2 separate regions of the Anas platyrhynchos genome follow, and region 2 is linked to region 1. The links are chromatin contacts, called in public Hi-C maps. All regions are on one chromosome and are shown on one strand. Each heading gives the region's core, a stretch centred on a gene start, on an enhancer-like site or on the middle of the called end of the contact. The rest is flanking DNA. Distances are from core to core; before and after follow the strand shown. Region 1 holds the start of SNX16 (sorting nexin 16). Region 2 holds the start of MRPL53 (mitochondrial ribosomal protein L53).

What was found. Hi-C and Micro-C count contacts between places; a contact is called where the count stands out from the background.
Region 2: a contact with region 1 is called in a Hi-C map of subcutaneous adipose tissue, with 2.1 times the contacts expected there. The contact joins the promoter of MRPL53 here to the promoter of SNX16 in region 1. A contact is called at or near these places in 3 of 8 Hi-C or Micro-C datasets (liver, skeletal muscle and subcutaneous adipose tissue).

Annotation. Positions count from the first base shown.
Region 1 is chr2:29,454,466-29,457,280 of IASCAAS_PekinDuck_T2T, forward strand. SNX16 (sorting nexin 16) reads left to right here and starts at 1,268. Exons shown (of 8, transcript XM_027452412.3): 1 at 1,268-1,422.
Region 2 is chr2:29,657,708-29,660,512 of IASCAAS_PekinDuck_T2T, forward strand. It overlaps MRPL53 (mitochondrial ribosomal protein L53), which reads right to left and starts at 1,511. Exons shown (of 3, transcript XM_038175319.2): 1 at 1,354-1,511; 2 at 745-857. The coding sequence starts at 1,442.

The DNA.
Region 1 (2,815 bases), core at 18-2,517:
ATAAATTCCAAACAGTCTGATGTGCTATTTAAACAATGACACAATAAATAGATAAATAAATAATAACATAAAAAATAAAAACACAATTTCCTTTGACTTTAGGAATACAGTCCCAGCAGAAGAAGCATAATGCTCAGGTGGTGTCGGTAGCTCCCAGACTAGTATTGACTGGGTAATGCAATAGGACTATGCTACTGTTTGCAGTCACAGATCCAATCATCTCACTGGCCAGGTTTTAAGGTACCAGGCATGTTACAAGTAATCAGATCAGCTGTGCAGGGTTTGAACAAAAGGGGGAATATTTTCTGTTCCAGCATCTAACAGCGCCCACCGTTGTGAGCACGGGGAGATGTCTGACAGCAGTCACTGCTACTGTGCTAGCAAGCTGCTGACACACAGAAATCCCAAATATCCAAAGTCCTCAAATACCTGACAGATAAAGGGCTGAAGTGTGGGGTGTAGGGAACTAAAAATAAAGGCAACTCTAGAAAAAGAGGCACGTGGTAACCTCAAGATGCAAGCTCAACGGAGGGACTTTTTCAGAAGTTGTGTGTATGGTGTTTGTAGGGTGTATACATGTATGGTGTATAAATATAAGGCGTATGAAGATAATACACTTTTGGACAAAGATTGTGCTGCTTTCACTTTCTCCACAATACCACGCTCCTCATTACTTGCACAAGCCACTGAGATACTGCAAGGCTGGTTTATTCCCCACATTTCCAAGAATAATAATAATAATAATAATAATAATAATAATAATAATAATAATAATAATAATAATAATAATAATAATAATAATAATAATAATAATAATAATAAAATCCCCCTGCATGGAACTATCTTGTCGCTTTCATCCGTGAAATTTAACACGGAACCCCACTACCATTGCTGATAGATGGTCACGCCAGAATCTATCGCGACATGGCAGTGATCCGCGGCGCTGTGGCGCGACATGACGTCAAAGCGACATGACGTTACAGCGACATGACGTTGTGGAGCACAGGGGCTGCGTAGCAGGGACACGCAGCCCGCCTCGTCCCTCAGCCAGGCCCAGGGCCAGGTCCCCCTGCGGGGGTCCCGCAGCCCCCTGCCCGCCCTCGGGGCAGCGCTGCGGTGAGGGCGGCGCACAAGGCCCTCAGCCCCCCCCATTCCGCCCCATTCCTCTGGAACTACAATCCCCACCACGACCACGCGCCGCCTACATCACCCAGAATGCCCCGCGGCAAGCCGCCGCCGTGAACCACCCGGCGTTACCTTGGCGGGGCATGACGGGACTTGTAGTCCGCGCGCCGCCCCGCCCGCTCCCTTCTTCCTCCTCCGAAGCTCAGGTAGCGAGCCGCCAGCCCGCCTCCCCGGCACCCGGGGCGGGGCCGGGCCGGGCCGGGCTGAGGCGAGCGGGGCGGAGGCGGCGGCGAACGGGTGAGCGGGGCGGGGGGCGGCCGGCAGCGGGGGGACGGCGGCGCTGAGGCGGTTGGGGGCCCGCGGCGGTTAGTGCGGGGCGGCCGTTTGGGGTAAGGGGGTGTAGGGGAGCCGAGCCGGCACCGAGTCGTCGTGGGGTGGGGGGGGGTGGTTCTGTTTTGGAGTTGTGTAAGCGAGCACAGCGAGTGGTTTCTTTATTTATTTTTCTGTAGTTCTTAAGGAAACAGCCCGCTGTGGTGCTTAAATCCTAAAAAAACGGGGCTCAGCCGGGCTTGGCCGCCCAGGCAGAGACCTGCGGAGTGTAACCGAGTGGCAACGCGGAGCCGAAACTCTCCTAAATCCCATGACCAGCCTTAAATAGGGATTGTTCTGTTTCATGGTCTGTTAGCCCCGAACTGGATGGCCTACGTGTTTCTCCCTGAGCCTAAAACCCATTAGCTCTTACAAGGGGTTGGAGCTGCAGGAGCTTCAAACTGGAGGCAAAGCCTTTCAAGTGGTTTTGCTGCAGCCTTCTCGCCTCACCTACAGAAGGGGAGGCGAGCACCAGGCTGGGCTGGCTGCCACCAGCCTGTCCTGTGGCATGTGGCAGGGCTCCTGGGGCGCCCTCCGATCCTGTTTCACACTTAGCAGTCCAGCCCGGCAAATGTTCTCATCTTTTTATTGCGTTTTTTAATTTGCAGCTGGGGAGCAGGCTGAGCCAAACGCGGGTTCTGAACGGGGAGCAAATTTCTTATTAACGAGTTAAGGTAGTTAAGTACTTAGTACAAGAAATAGAGCGCAGCAGCTGGTTTATATTATAGGTGTCACGAGTGCGCTGTTTATTTGGAAAGTTGGTGGGGCGCGATCATGCCACTGGTTTAACGCAGTGATGCAAGCCCAGGCTGCCGGGAAGCTCAAGTAGTGCCCACCTAAACCATCCCTCCTTGTTGCAATGCTGTGAGCAAGGAGCACCGTGACTTGTCCTAAAGTATCTTACTAAATTGCTTTCTGTTTCTTCTGTGACGTGAATTGGCAGTAAGCCTCACATAGAAAGACTTAAGACCTGAAGTTGTGACCCTTGTTTGAGCATGGTGCCATTTTCACAAGTTTAGCCTTTATGAAGCATATATTAATGTGATTTTTAAACCCTGTTGTAATTCATAAGTATCTTAGATAGTTGGAGATTTTTATACTTTTACGGTTTAAGATGAATTTGCATATGCATGTATTCATAAGTATAGTAAGTTCTGATTTAATATCTTTCTATATTTTCTGTTTTCTTGAAATACATATATCATATTAAATGACATGGCATGCCGTTAGATCATTTGACCAGATGCTTCCATTACTCAAAGAGTGTTCTTCTGTTACTATTCAGAGTTGTAGGAACATGGGTGAGATACTGATAGCATTG
Region 2 (2,805 bases), core at 261-2,760, 200 kb after region 1:
ATATGAAAGCTTAAGAAAGGAGAGTAACAGGAAAAAATAATAATGAAAACTTTAATGGGCTACATGCCATATTGGGCCATTACAGCACAGCAGGAAAGAAGATGCAGCCAGAGAAAAGGACAAAAGCAGATTACAGCCATCTGTTCATAGCCTTGAATCTGGGCTGCTTCCAGAACTGAGGAAATTTCCACCATCATCCCTTCCTCCTCACTGTACTCTCAAAGCAAACCGAGAAATTCATTGTACTCCAGTTGACCTCATTTTGCAAGGCCACCTGCACACGTATGGTCTTATATGAGCAGTTCCTTCAAGCTACACAGCAAGTTGCTCAGTTGTATAAGCAGCTGAAAGTATAAACTTTTCTATTCTCAAGACCAAGATGCCTCCACCATAGGTTAAAAAAAAATAAATAAATTACAAAGTGAACAGATTCTTACATCAAAACAAAGCTACACGTCCTTCCCTGGAACTCTGTTTGATTGTGTGGTCCCACAAGTACGTTACTGCACAAGCAGACTCAACCCTACCAGGTCTAACTAGCACAAAGACATACATGCATGTTTCTATATATATCAAACCCTCAGCGACTCCCTCTTCCTTTTTTCCTCCCTGCTGCACATTTAGGTGTAAACCAGAACCAAAAACAAGAAACCACAGCAAAAAGTATCATAAAGGATACAGTAATGCTGTAAAAACACAAACTTGGAAGGTTTTTTTTGTAAGGATTCAAAAAGAACTCCTTACCAAACATAACATCGACAAGTGGTTCAGACCCATCGTGTCTCACATCCGCAGTCACCTCGCAGTTCCTGTTGGTGGCTTGTATTTTTTTACGGCTTATACATTCAAGAAATTTTCTGAAAGATAAAGATATACTGAGTACACTGTAGGGAGAAGTTCAGCAAACACATGGAAGATATTTTAAAAACTGATTTGAACAGCTTGACATGGCAGGGTGACAGAAGCGTAAACATAATGGAATTTGTATTTAATAGTTTCAGACGTACTTTTTATGGGGATTTTTTATTAGGATTTTTATTTATTTGGATTTTTTTTTTATGAGGATTTTTTCGTTTGGATTTTTATTTGTGAAAATCCACACGGATGTTCCTTATATACTTAACACGTAGAAAGAACTTCGCAAAACTTCAAGGCGTTTCTCCCAGCTGGGTTACTAACAAGTTATGTCAATTAACTTGGGGTTAATTGAAGTAACCCCAAGGTCATTGTGCCCCCCCCCAGCTCCTCAGCGCAGGCCCAGGTCCCCCCCCCCCCGGCGCAGGCCCGAGGCCCAGGGCACACCAACGCCGCCGGGGGGCCGGGGTTGCCTGACAGCCCCCCGGCGCCCCTCACCTGGTGCTCTCCACGTTGGACTCGAAGGGGCAGAAGCGCACCACGATACTCTTCACCGGCCGCAGCACTACGTTGATCTTGGTCGCCATCTTCTCGCTGCCCCTCTACTACAACTCCCAGCAGGCCCCTCGCGGAGGAGGGCAATGGGAGGGCGGGCTGTCTGCCGCAAGGCCGCCTGGGAAATGTAGTCCGCGAGGCGCTGAGACGGCCTCTCCCCCGGGTATTCCTACGAGCCTCATTTAATGATCTGGGGTTGCTCCAGGCTGTGCTTGTCTATAGTTAAAGGAGAGAGGCCAACTGACTCTTCTTTCGCCTGTGTAATGCCCTAAATCCCTATTTAGACATGGATTTAAGTACCCAAACATAAGCAGCATAAACCTAAGGTGTGAAGGTCTACTCGAGCAGAAACCATTGCAGTCATAGCCCCAAGTCTTTGTACTGACCTGCCCCTAAGCAGTGTCTGATCTGAGATGTGCCAACAGCAGCTGGCTGCCCTACCGCAAAGGGATTACACCTTATGATTTCCACTTGTTCTGATCATATTCCCTGTTACAAACTTCTTAACTGGAGTAGATATTTTAGTATATTACAGGTGTGACAGTGATCCTCCAATAATACTAAAAAGAGGGGGAAAAAGTATATGGAAAGAGGTAATATTTTTGTTAGTCCAGTAAAGTTAGAGAAAAAAGGCAAGCTTTTGACATAAAATTGACATAAAGGATCTGCTCAGGGCGCCAGTACCACTTAAAATTGCGTACCATAAGCAGAGGTTATGGAATAAAACAGGGAAGCTATCGTATTTTATCCATTAATTTAAGAAGTAAGGTTGCTTGGGAAGTCTGTATTTATTTATGTATTTATCTATTTGTATTTATTTTACTTTTACTTCTATCCCTATTAGGTGACAGATTTTGATGTCATTCAGAAGTACTGTAGTTTATTCAATATGGTTGAGTAACTGAGGATATTAATGAGGATAAATATAACACGTAGGCAATATGACCAGGAATACGTTAGAGGAAATATTTTGGAATATATCAACCAGAAGAGATGCATTTTGTATTGGAAGTGAATACATTTTTTTTTTTCTGATGGGTTATGTAATACACAATAAATGTTTGTTCACTGTCTTTTGTAAAAACAAGGAGTTCTGTTTGAGGAACGGGAGTTGTGAAAACTCCCTGCTGAAGTAAGGAGCTGTATAATGCTTGGCTAGACACTATGAAAATTCTTTTGCTTAATGTAACAAAAAAGAGAAACCCCCCCCCCCCCCTCCCCTTCTCTCCTTCTGCATCTGTTGCCTCTTTTGTTTAAAGACACTGCTGCAAAGCTCATGTAACCATCTCCTGATAAATTGCTAACCTAGTGTATCAACATCCTGCCTTCCTGTCTCACGCTGGGCCAACATGACCAAATAAAAAAAAGAAGTTGAACCACAGTGCCAAGGAAGAC